Linked DNA regions of Mus musculus: all the other regions are linked to region 1. A link is a contact called in public promoter capture Hi-C data. All regions are on one chromosome and are shown on one strand. The core of a region is the stretch at or near the end of the contact, and the rest is flanking DNA. Distances in the headings are between cores, read along the strand shown. Region 1 holds the start of Erbin (Erbb2 interacting protein). Region 2 holds the start of Smn1 (survival motor neuron 1). Region 3 holds the start of Ipo11 (importin 11). Region 4 holds the start of Zswim6 (zinc finger SWIM-type containing 6).

Region 1 (2,870 bases), core at 64-2,563:
AAGCTTTCTAAGCCATATGTGTTGACAGAATGCTTAAGTCTCTCTCTGCAATAAACGCAAACCCTGCCAGGCAGAACTACCAGGGCCAGCGCGACTGACTGAACGACTGCACGCCCGAAAGCGTAGGGGCTGGAAGGCTTCGCGGCGCTCGGAGTGCATCCAATGTTTCCTCTAACAAAGGCACCGTCTTGAGGCAATTTCGCGGGCCACGCTCCCCGCCTCCCAGCACCAGCTTTGTCTCCTCGGAGGGGCCCCCGGCCGCGTCGCCGCTTGCAGCAAGCTCGGAGGCCGGCCCGGCGTGGGAAGAAGCTGCACGGAGCAGCGGCGGTGGTTTCCTGCAACCTGAGCGTGCCATTAGAGGCGTCGGAGTGCTGCAGCTGAAAGAGATACCTGCTGCCTGGAAATCGGGGCTGCACTCGAACAACCTCTTTGCACCAATTACGGTCGTACAAAGAAACTCGATCGGCCCGGGCGGCGGAGGCCTCGCGGGGTCGTGGGGGGCGGAGGGGAGCCCGGCGGCCCGGGCCTCGGGAGGGTGGGTGGCGGGCCTCCCGCCGCGCGCCTCCCCGCCGGCCCGCGGCCCCCGGCCCGCGCCCCCCGCCGCCGACGTCGACCGCGTAGACCCCGTGCGCGCTGACTGGCTCGCGCCGGCCTTCGCCTGGCTGTGGGCGGTTGGGGCGCCCCCGCGGGAGCCCGCCCCGCCCCCGTCGCCGCCGCCGCCGCCGCGCGCAGCCTCGGCCCCCTTAGCCGCCGGGGCGGTGGCGCTGTTGCCGCCGAGGCCTGTGAAGCAGAAACTCCCTCCACCCCGGCCCGGCCCGGGTCCGCCTCCTCCTTTCTCTCCTCCGCCTCGCCTCCCCTCTCCGTCTCCCGCTCGAGAGTGAAGGTGGCGCGGCGGCGCGCGACGCAGCCTGGGCCCCCGGCGCGGGCCCGCGAGCTCCCGAGGAGACCGCGCCGCCGCGGCCGCGACCGCAGGGAAAGAGGACGGAGGAGAGCGCAGGGACGGCGGCGGGAAGCCCGGAGGGTTCGAGCGCGAGTGGCAGAGACAGGGCCGGCCGGTCGGACCGCCCGACGGACGGTCGCCTTCCAGCCTGCGCGGCCGGTCGGCTCCGGCTCGGAGCGGCGGGGGCCGGGCGGGCGCAGGGCGCGGCCGGCGCACTCGAGACAATACCCGCGCGGCGCGGCTGTGGGGGCGGAGGCCTAGTGCGGCCCAGGCCGGCCGAGCTCCGCGTCCTCGCCCCCCGTGGGCCGCGCGAGGTTCCGCGGCTCGGGGCGGGCGCCGTCCCCTCCCCCTCGGCGGCGCGGCGCGCCACCCCGGGGTTCCGGGTTCCCGGGCCCCGAGCTGGAGCCTGCTTTTCACCCAGGCAGGAAGTGAGTTTCGCACGGCAATTCCGGGCGGTGTCACGAGTGAAAAGTTTTTTCCTTCGGCGGAGAAGCGAGCCGGGGCTGGGAAACTCCTGACACAAGTCGCGAGCAGGAAGCCAGCCCGCACCCCAGCCCCCACCGGAGCAGCCGCACTGCTGCGGCCGGCCGGGCGGCAGCTCCACATCCGCCTCGTCCTCACGGGAGCCTCGGCGGGGCCCGGAGCCACTGAGGAAGGGCAGGGAACCATGTCAAGCCGAGCCTCGGGACGGCTGCCCTGAGACACCCTGAGAGGTAATTTCTTTTCTTTCTTTTTTTTTCTTTCTTTTACGGGAAGCGTCGAGCCAAGTTCGTGGGCCGGAAGCGACGGTACTTTAGTCCACCTCGCTCTGCCCGACTCGTCTCCCTTCTTTCTCCCGTGCCTTGGCATTTTAGCCGCCGAATAGTAGAACTGATTTCTCCCCCTCGCCCCGTCTACCGTCTGGATTCCTTTCTTTTTAAGACGGGGATTGTAAGAATGCGGTGGGACGAAAAGTTTTTCAGCCATCGGAAGAAAGAGTTCCTTTGTTGAGCAGGAGGGCCAGAAGTTTTAGTGCTCCGGGACGTATACATTGTATATCAAGTTGCTGAGGCTGGCAACTTTTGTTTCCGAAGAAAGTTGAGTCTTCTGGCTGCGGGGAGAGATTGATTCCCTCTCCCTGAGATGGCTGCCACATTTGTTTATGTTGGTGCCGATTGTTTTGGTTTTCGCGTTAATCCTACGCGGAGGTCGTTTCGGTAGAACACGTCTGGTTCTTTGGACTTTAGAAACCGGCTGCCTGCCATTCCCGATTGCTTTTTCTGGACAGCGAAGGCGCCGCTTGTAGTAGTAGTAAGTCGTGCGTTCTTTTCAGTCAGTAGCTTAACAGTGCTTGTTTGGTTACTTGATTGAAGAGTAGCTGCTAGATTTTTCTTGAAACTGGCGTTCTAGGAAACAGAATGTCGTAAAGATTAGGGATGAGGACGGAGAAGGATATGGCTACAAAAACAAAACAAAACGCCAAACACCTGCAAGTAGTTGATTGGTCAGGACTTGTATGCAGTTCCGAATAGGAACAACACTGGAAGGGAAGCGAAATAAAACCCTTAAAATTTTCAGAAGAGTCACACTGTGCGGAAAAAGCGGCGCTGTTTTGCAGTTGTATGTGTGTTGGCCCATCTGTTTTTGTTTGCTTCTGCCTAATAAGTGATAGGTACGGACTGTTCGGGCAGGAATTCGTGAAGCATGGCAGACATTCCACCAGTCAGACCTAGGGACGCTTCTGAACCGATGGAGTTTTCTTTATGGGTAGAACTAATTTTGGTTGCAGTAAACCCTGCTGTCTTTTCCCTTAGTAGTGTTTCAATTGTGTGTGTCTTTTAAAGTTTAATTTGCTCCCCCTGCCTCCAAGTACTTTTGTGGTAAGGGAAGTGACAGGTAATACTGTATTTTAAATAAATATTAACTATAGGTAGATGTAGCTTAAGCTTAA
Region 2 (3,023 bases), core at 317-2,816, 3.8 Mb after region 1:
AAGTCACCACGCACGAACACAGAGATCCTAGCACCTAAGAAAGCCTCAATGTACTCAGTAGAAGCAGAGGACTGCCAAGGCAAAACTGGTCTGGGCTATAGTGGGTTCCCAGACAGCATAGACTACAACATAAAACTCTATCCCAACAAACAAACAAGCACACCAACAAACAAAAACAAAACCATGAACTACAAATTAAAATGGCTCATATCTATAATCTACAATCCCAATATCCCGGAGCTGGAGACAGTAGGGTTGCCAAGAGCTCCAGGCCAGTCTAGCATATTGAATTCCAGGCCAATTTAGGTTATGGAATGTGTCCCTGATTCAAATGGGGGCGGGAGGGGGGGCTGAGACGGGGCAATCTCCTTGAGTTTGATGCCAGCCTGGCTTACATGGAGAGTTCCAAGTCTCCTAAGGCTACCCTGTGAGACCTGTCTCAAAACAACAAAACAGCAACAAGAAAGAAGCTGCAATCAATAAGATTACCCCTGAGATTGTAAACATGACCCATCACCCTGGGCATGAAGAAGTTACCACGATGACAAATTAGCACAGGAACCTTGTGGTTTTAAGGAGAGAACCAGACCGCCAGGGCTCCCCTGAGGACAAAGGGCAAAGCTTTATTCAGAATAGGAATTGCTGGGCTGTCCCCCAAAGAAGGAAATGCAGCACTGCCCAAAGCTGCCCAGAATTCTCTTCTCCCACCCCAAGCCCCAAGCAGAAATCAGTTGCCATACCATAAGACGACCGAGGTCCTAATGTTTTAAACTTCGTTAGATGGAGTATGTTGTTTCCCAGGCTAGACTCAACTTCACATTCCTGCCTCAGGAGCTGGGACTGATCACATGCACAGTCCACCAACTTGGCTCTGATTTGCCCTCGTACTTACCAGTGTTTATCTTACTTCTACAGTCTCCCTGTAATTTAGGCTGGTCCGGAATTCACGCTGTAACCGAGGATCTTGAACTCCCGACCCTCCGGCCCCCATCTCCCAAGTGTTTGTGCATGTAATTATGCGTGCACCACCAACCCTGCCTCGGATCTGCTGTCGTATACATTTGAATGCAATGCAGTCAATAGCAACTTTCAACTACTCCGGGCAACTTTAGTTATCCCTCTCTCTCAAACTTTATCAACTGTTGTTTGCAACACTTGGTCTTTCCGGTTACAAAACTGGATCCAGAAAACCAGCATTTTAGTCTAAAGTCCCTGTGAACATCTTCATCCTGACCTAAATCTGGAGCTTTCCAATGGCTCCTATCTGGTTGCCTTGCTTCAGCCAGCCTGTCCCCGTTCCTGCACATCCCCTCACAGTCACACAGGACCAAAGCGTGGCTCACAGCCTCGCCGGCGCCCGAGCTGCACCAGGAGCCGCCTGCGGATGTGGCCCGAGCTCGCACCGCCTCGGTCTCGGGCAGCGCTCCGAGTGCTAGCGCCGAGCCGCGACCTCACCTGGCCGGTGCCACGCCGGAACAGCACCGTATCTTCCTGCTCGGAGCCCGCTCCGCCACTGCCCATCGCCATGGCCTGCTACCACGGACGCTGCCGGGCTCACTCAATGACGACTTCCGTCATGGGGCTTCTGGGACCGGAAGAGTACGGTGGCCCGGAGGCAGCCAGAGACCTCCTACACGCTTCCAACTCACTCCTCCCACATCTGTCTTTTCTCTTTCTCCCCTCCACCTGTCTTCTAGTTCTTTTTTTTTTTTTTAACCTTTCCCTCTGTTTTCTTCCAATTTATTTTCCTCCCTCCAGCCCTTTTCTTTTCATTTTTCAAGTCAGCCTCGCTATATAGCCTAGGCTGGCCTTTGCTACCTCAGCTTCCCGAGTTTGGGATGAACCTTCACAATAAGGGCATCCTGTGTTTGCTGGTTCTTGATGCACACACCAATTATTAGACGATGGGTTGGTATCGGGCCTTTTGCAGTGTTAGGTGTCTGTTTTGTAATGGGCCCAAGGTTGAGGTAAGGGGAGTCGACCATTTCCTTCATCTGGCATATCTGGTAAATTCCTGAGTCTGATTTTCCTGATAGAATTTCGATATCCCATGTGCCACCATAGTTTTGATTTATCCCAATAAATTTACAGATTGACTCAGGAATAAGCCACCTATCAGCCTGTAGAAAACAAACAAAAAACTAGATAAGTCCTGGCAGATGGTGCTATTTCTGGTGTACCCAGAGGTTTCAGTCACCTCCCTCAAGATGGAGTCAGAAGCTGCTTGTAGGGTGGAGTTTCCAGAGGCAAGCAGGTATGAGTTGGGGCCAGCCTGGTCTACATACGAAGTTCCAGGCCAGTCAGAGGTTTGCAGCGAGCCCCTGTCTCAAACTATGATGGACTCTCCCAGGGCAGGGCACAGCCTGGCAAAACCCACTGTTTTCTACAATTTAGGGGATCTTGGAATAGGGCATAGACAATAGGGCATCCCAAAAGCGCCCAGTGAGATTTGTGGGTTCTTGTGTTCCAGGATTTAACAAAATAAAATTGGACCAGGGGCACACTGATAGTGATGTGGGTGTAGATCGTTTGTTAAGAGAATGTTCCCAGCTGCGGACATGGACAGAGTATCTGGGAAACACATCCTACTGAGCTGGTAAAAGGCAGAGTGCCTTAGCTAAATTAGGGGATATTTACCCAACAGAACACTGAAACAATGTCTCAAAACCACAAAAACCTGCAATTTAAAAAAATGAGGAGGCGGTGACATCTTCGGCTCCAGAAAACCGGCCACCTTCCTGGCCAAAGCAACACAGCTTCTGGGAAAGATCCTGTTTTGGGCCTTCATCTTCAGCCAGGAGGAGGTCCAAACACCAGATAACTGTGCACCTTCCCTAAAAGAGGAGAGCTTGCCTGCAGAGACTGCTCTGACCACTGAAACTCAGAGGAGAGAGCTAGTCTCCCACGTCTGCTAGTAGAGGGTAACAAAATCAACAGAGGAACAATCTCTAAACAAAGACAACTATAACAACTAACTCCAGAGATAGCCAGATGGCGAAAGGTAAACGTAAGAATCCTACTAA
Region 3 (2,910 bases), core at 19-2,518, 3.0 Mb before region 1:
ACACTTTGTGTATGCTTTTGTTGTTGTTGTTGTGTGTTTTTTTTTTTTTTTTTTTTTTTTTTTTGAGGCAGGGTTTCTCTGTGTAGTCCTGGCTGTCCTGGAACTCACTCTATAGACCAGGCTGGCCTTGAACTCAGAAATTCGCCTGCCTCTGCCTCCCAAGTGCTGGGATTAAAGGCATGTGCCACCATGCCCGGCCTGCGTATGCTCATTTTTTAAAATTAAACATTTCCTAAGATTTACAAAAGACCTATGACTCCAATAAAAGAGTTCTATTTTTCAAAATTTCTCTTTTTAATAACTACTTAATTCTTTCTTCCCACACTAACTATCGCTTGTCTCTCTACCATTGGACACATCCTCTGGGTGGTTGGCAACATTAGCATCAACGGGAATGTGGATACATTTTAGACCAACCATGTAGCTGTGAGTTTGTGCTACACCACTTTGTGCTCCCAGAGGATCACGCACTTCCACCCACTCTCCAGGAACTCTTTGGATTCTGGAATGAAAGCCACACACACATTAGCTTATTTTTGAAATGCCTTTGGTTAACTCAATGACTGGGCACTCCTAAACCTTCCCAACAGAGACTATATGCATGTAACCCTAACACTTGAGAAGTGGCGGCGTCGGAATTTGAAGGTCATCCTCAGCGATGCCAGCCTGGGGTCCTGAGACCCTGATTAAACAGCAGAACTCTAGCGGGGCGTGGTGGCACACACCTTTAATCCCAGCACTCGGGAGGCAGAGGCAGGCGGATTTCTGAGTTCGAGGTCAGCCTGGGCTACAAAGTGAGTTCCAGGACAGCCAGGGCTATACAGAGAAACCCTGTCTCGAAAAAACAAGAACAAAAAACAAAACAAAAACCAGCAGAACTCTAACCCCCACCCCCCAAAAAAAAAAAAAAAAACCAAAACCAACAATGCTCATCCAAATACCTATGGTGGCAGAGTTCATCAATGGGATTCTTTTGATGACCCTCTTCTGCCGTGACAGACTCCTAAACCAAGTAGCTGACAGAATAGTGAAGATGCAATGAATGGTTTTGACTTAGGCTTCGATCAGCGCAGGAGACTATCGATTTTCTCCGGACCTACGGTTTCCATAGTTACAGGGGCCCCTAAGCCGGCGCCTTGCTCCGGGTACCACGCAAGCGCACACAACCCTATTGGCTGCCGCGCGCCTTCGGGTTCGAACTCGAGTTCCTCCCTCCCCTTCCCTCCGCCGTCCTATGGCCTCCCTCCTCGGCCTCTCGGCGCTCTGGGAACCTGTGACGTAATTTTAGCGCGCCCTCGTCGTTTGGAGTGGCGACGCGGAACATGGCGCGTTCCTAGAAGCCGTTTTCGGCATCAGTAGGCGGCAGCGTGTGGACTAGGAGCGTGGGGGACGAGGAAGCAACCAACGCCGCTTCGTGTGGACAAGTGGAAAGGGGCGGGCCGGGCGGTTCCGGACCGAAGCACGCGGTGAGGCCCGGCCGCGAGCCGCGCGGATGGAAGGAAGGAAGGGAGGAGTGGGCTGGGCAGCGAGAGACCCCGCGCCGAGGGCGGAACGCGGGGTCCCGCGGAGCTGTGCGGCGTGGCCGTGGGCCCTCGCGGCTCTGGTGTAGCCCGGGCGAGCACGGGCTCCCGGGCTGTGGGAAGCCTCTGGGTGCTGGGTCCACGGTGCGGCGTGGCAGGGTCTGAGTGACAGGCTGAGCAAAGGCGAGGGTACCTATTGTGTCCCCTGTCGCCGGCCAGGGGGCTGTATTTGTCCTTGGAGGCTTTGGGCTGCACAGCACGAGGGAAACGTGTTCCCCTTCCCAAGACCGGTGTGTGGAGTTAGCTGCACACGCGACCTTGCCGTGGAAGCTGTGCTTTGGAAAGCTTTAAGCATTCCGATCGTTCCTTCACCTTTAAGGAAAAAGTGAAGGGACTTCAACATCAATTCTCCGAGAGGAGATTCATGCTGAGGTATGGCCGCCAGTGCACAGGCTCAGCGACTCCTGCAGCTTTACATTTGGGAATATTTGTGATTCAGCAAAATTATTTCGAGGCCCATAGCATTTGCTCTTTTCCCCTTAATTCTCTTATTGCGTGGTCAACGTGAGAATCTTACAGCAGAGTGATTTTTTTTTTTTTTTTTTTTTTTTTTTTTTGCGTACATAGCAAAGACCGGTAATCTGGCTTCTGGTGCCAAGGTTGTAGTTGGCACACCTCTTCTCCACACGTTACAGGAGCTCTGTTACATGCGATAATGCCTTTAAGATATGCTTGTTGTATAGAAGGAAGCAAGGAAGAGCAGTTGGCAACCATATATTTTAACCTCTCGTGGACTGAGATTTTTCTCTTCCATTTCCACATTATTTCAGAATTTTGTTCTTTGGTTAAGGGCAGAATGACTTCATTATATGAGCTTGATAGCTTTCTTTACATCATTACCTACATGGCTTGATAGCTTTCCCCACATCTTTGTTCCACACAGAGGAAAATTTTGGTAGAATTAGAATTTTTTTTTCCTGCTGGTGGTAGGATTGCAGACTTTTTTCTTCTTCTTTGGGTGTTCTGATGGTGTCTAGCATAAACATTTTAATTTATTTTGTGGACATGTGTAATAGCTATAGGGCAGGAGGGCATTTTTTTTTGCCTTGATTACACTTCTTAAAGCCAAAAGAGAATTCTCAAAGGAATTTGGTTGTAGTAATATGGATGGAGGTTCCAAAGCAGTGTGCAACAGTTATTTGGTAATTAAACAAGTCTTTAGATTTTGTGATATTATGAAATGTATTTACATTCAGCACCAAGCTAGAAGGCAGAATAGTACTTGTAGTATTTGGATATAAGATATACTGAAGATGTTTCTCAAGAATACAGATATCCATTTTTAGGCAAAGGTAATGTTTAATTATTTTTGTTTTTGTTTTTTGTTTTT
Region 4 (2,938 bases), core at 408-2,907, 4.0 Mb before region 1:
TCTCGGGCGGCCTTCGCTTTGAGTGGGCAATTTTCTTTACAACGCCGACGCGCGTAGTTGCTTTAAATTCAGACCAGGTAGGCAGTGGGGAGTAGCCAATATGCGAAAGTGTCAGAGGAGCTAGGGCTTATCTCCAACAATAGGACAGTATCTCTAACACTGTTTACAGTAAAAACAGAAGGTGGAGCAAGAAGTCAGAGTGTCTAACGTGGTCATTAAGCCTGCGGCTTGGCTGAGATCTAACCAAGCTCTGCAGAGTGCGAAGAACAATGTCCGCAGGGTTCCCGGTTCAGACGGGGACTCGTTTCTCCGCCTCCGCTGGCGCCCGGGCACCGTCTCCCAGCGCTGCTCGCTCTCCTGCTGCCCTGCAGCGGGGAGGACCCGCCGGTCGGGCGCCGCCAATGCTGCAGGGAGCGCAGCGCGCGTCCGGAGCGCCAAGGACTCCAGGTCTCAGCCCCGCCGCAGATTCCAGAGCGCCCGCGGCTGTTGTCCGCCACCGGGCGGCCGTGAGCGACAACCGTCTCGCGTTGGAGAGTTTGCGCGATCCTCTCTGCCCGTGTGTGCGCTCTAAGTGAGCGGCCCGACCCCCTGGGTCTGCAGCAGGTCGCGGCAGAGGGCGACTGGGGCTCTGGGGTGAAGCCGGGCGGGCCGGCTTCTTGGCCCGAAGGACTGAAAGAGTGCGAGGGCGGGGCGGGGCAGGGCGGCGCGGCCGGCTCGGGACGCGCGTCCAGCGGCTGCGGGGCAGCATCCGAGCGCTGCGCGTGTCCGGGCGCTCGATCGACTCGGCTCCCTGGCGTGTCACCGGGCCGGAGCGAACCCGGGGCTCAGGGCTGGGTGCGCTGCAGTTACGCGGGGCAGCCGCGCCCCTTCCCCACCTGGGTCGGCGAAAAGTGAAGTGGAAAACAGTGGCTGAGCTCAGCCCTCCTCCCTTTCCCCCCTGCGCCGCAGCCACGGCCGAGGGTGGGGGAAGTTCGCTTCGCCGGGTTGGAAGGAAAGCAGGCGGCCTGGGCCGCGCCTCCCCCGCCTTCCTCTCGGCCGCGTCCCCGGGGCTTCACGCAGCATTTCTTTGTTTTGAAAGCGCCTCCTCCGCCCAGAGGCTTTTCCCCGCGGGGCCGGCTGACTGGGGGGTGGGGCATCGAGCAGTCGGCCCGCCCTCCATTTAGTCCGGAACCCTCCCCCCTCCCCGCCCCGCGGCGACCCACGAGGAGCGTCCACGCTCGGCGGACATCAAAAGGAGGCAGGGCGCTGGAGGGCTAAGTTGAGTAGACAGGGGGCGCAGAGACCCACCCACCCTTCCCCTTGGCAGACGGCCCGACCCCTCCCGCGGAAACCCCGCCTGAGCCCCGCCTCCCGCGTCACAGCAGCCTGACATTCTCACAGCCCACCGGGCACCCAACCCGGGTGCCCCCGCCACCCCCGTGTCCACGGAGCGCTCTATTTATGTTTCAGCCCAGTGATTTGCATAGGCCCCGCCCCCTCCCCTAGGTTCTCCCTATCGGCGCTCCTCCTCGGCGATGTCGTCACGGCCTAGGCCACACCTCCCGTGCCCCTACAAGGAGCGGCGGGCCCTAGATGGCAGCGTGGCGTCGCCACGGCGTGTGCGTGTCGCGCTTCCTTGTGCCGTTTATAGGGTCCCGGCACTTCCGCTGTCGGGTTAGAAGCGGCGCGGTCATGGCGGAGCGCGGACAGCAGCCTCCTCCCGCGAAACGGCTCTGCTGCCGGCCGGGCGGCGGCGGCGGCGGCGGCGGCGGTGGTGGGGGCAGCAGCGGCGGCGGCGCGGGTGGCGGCTACAGCTCTGCCTGTCGGCCCGGCCCGCGGGCGGGCGGTGCGGCGGCGGCGGCGGCGTGCGGGGGCGGCGCGGCACTGGGGCTGCTGCCGCCGGGCAAGACCCAAAGCCCCGAGTCTCTGCTGGACATCGCAGCGCGCAGGGTGGCGGAGAAGTGGCCGTTCCAGCGCGTGGAGGAGCGCTTCGAGCGCATCCCGGAGCCGGTGCAGCGCCGCATCGTCTACTGGTCCTTTCCCCGCAGTGAGCGGGAGATCTGCATGTACTCGTCCTTCAACACCGGCGGCGGCTCCGCGGGCGGCCCCGGCGACGACAGCGGCGGCGGCGGCGGGCGGCAGCACGGGCGCGGCGCGGCGGCGCGGCGGCTCCTCATCCTCGCCGGCCGCCACCTCAGCCGCCGCCGCCGCCGTCGCCGCGGGCACCGGGACCCCGTCGGTGGGGGCGGCCAGCGCTGCGGACGGCGGCGACGAGACGCGGCTGCCCTTCCGCCGGGGTATCGCGCTGCTGGAGAGTGGCTGCGTAGACAACGTCCTGCAAGTCGGTGAGTCACGGGGCTGCCGCGGGCCGTCGGTCCTTCGGTCTGTCCTCCTGTCCCTCGGGGGTGGGGGAGGGCAGGGTCTCCCCTCCGATCCCCTGGGCCGCCTCGGGTCGGGCGCGCGCGGTGCAGCAGCGGGCGACTCGGACGGTCCCCGGAGCGGAGCGCCCATTTCCTCCCGCTGGTCCCCGCCCCCGTCTCCCCGGACGGGCTAGCGCGAGTGGGAAATGAATCAGCAAGGACGCGCCCCTCGGTGGCGGGGTGGTGGGTGTCGGCGTCCCGGTCGTCTGTCCGGCAGGCTGAGTGCGGGTGTGCGGGGCGGGCGTGGACAAAGGCGCGGGTGGCCGCGGGGCTCGGGCTGGGGCGTGCGGCGCGGGGGAGGGGGCGCGGGCCGCAGACAATGCCGACCGGGGCGCTCGCTCTGCACTGCCCGGCTCGCGTCCTTTCTTCTGGCGCTGCTCCGCGCCCCGCGGTCCGAGGTGGGGTGGTGGCGATCCCTTCAACCCCGCTCGGCCACCGCTCCGCTCGGGGCTCCGACGGCCGGCCGGCTAGCCGGCCGGCCCCTCGTACTCAGGCTGCTTTAAGGTGTCTGCAACGAGCTCCGCGGCGTCCGCGTCCGG

What was found. Promoter capture Hi-C pulls out the DNA fragments that hold promoters and counts their contacts.
Region 2: a promoter capture Hi-C map of pre-B cells shows a contact between it and region 1. The contact joins the promoter of Smn1 here to the promoter of Erbin in region 1. A contact is called at or near these places in 2 of 39 promoter capture datasets (cranial neural crest and pre-B cells).
Region 3: a promoter capture Hi-C map of pre-B cells shows a contact between it and region 1. The contact joins the promoter of Ipo11 here to the promoter of Erbin in region 1. A contact is called at or near these places in 3 of 39 promoter capture datasets (cranial neural crest, liver and pre-B cells) and 1 of 484 Hi-C or Micro-C datasets (CD4 T cells).
Region 4: a contact with region 1 is called in a promoter capture Hi-C map of embryonic stem cells. The contact joins the promoter of Zswim6 here to the promoter of Erbin in region 1. A contact is called at or near these places in 2 of 39 promoter capture datasets (embryonic stem cells and pre-B cells).

The regions. Positions count from the first base shown.
Region 1 is chr13:103,919,029-103,921,898 of GRCm38.p6, reverse strand. Erbin (Erbb2 interacting protein) reads left to right here and starts at 1,313. Exons shown (of 26, transcript NM_001289473.1): 1 at 1,313-1,653. It overlaps D130037M23Rik, which reads right to left. Exons shown (of 1, transcript XM_006517803.4): 1 at 1-2,870. The coding sequence starts at 1,906. The coding sequence ends at 77.
Region 2 is chr13:100,123,398-100,126,420 of GRCm38.p6, reverse strand. It overlaps Smn1 (survival motor neuron 1), which reads right to left and starts at 1,566. Exons shown (of 9, transcript NM_011420.2): 1 at 1,456-1,566. The coding sequence starts at 1,527.
Region 3 is chr13:106,935,316-106,938,225 of GRCm38.p6, reverse strand. It overlaps Ipo11 (importin 11), which reads left to right and starts at 1,268. Exons shown (of 30, transcript NM_029665.4): 1 at 1,268-1,466.
Region 4 is chr13:107,888,783-107,891,720 of GRCm38.p6, reverse strand. Zswim6 (zinc finger SWIM-type containing 6) reads left to right here and starts at 1,657. Exons shown (of 18, transcript NM_145456.3): 1 at 1,657-2,117; 2 at 2,119-2,127; 3 at 2,130-2,135; 4 at 2,138-2,140; 5 at 2,143-2,324. The coding sequence starts at 1,672.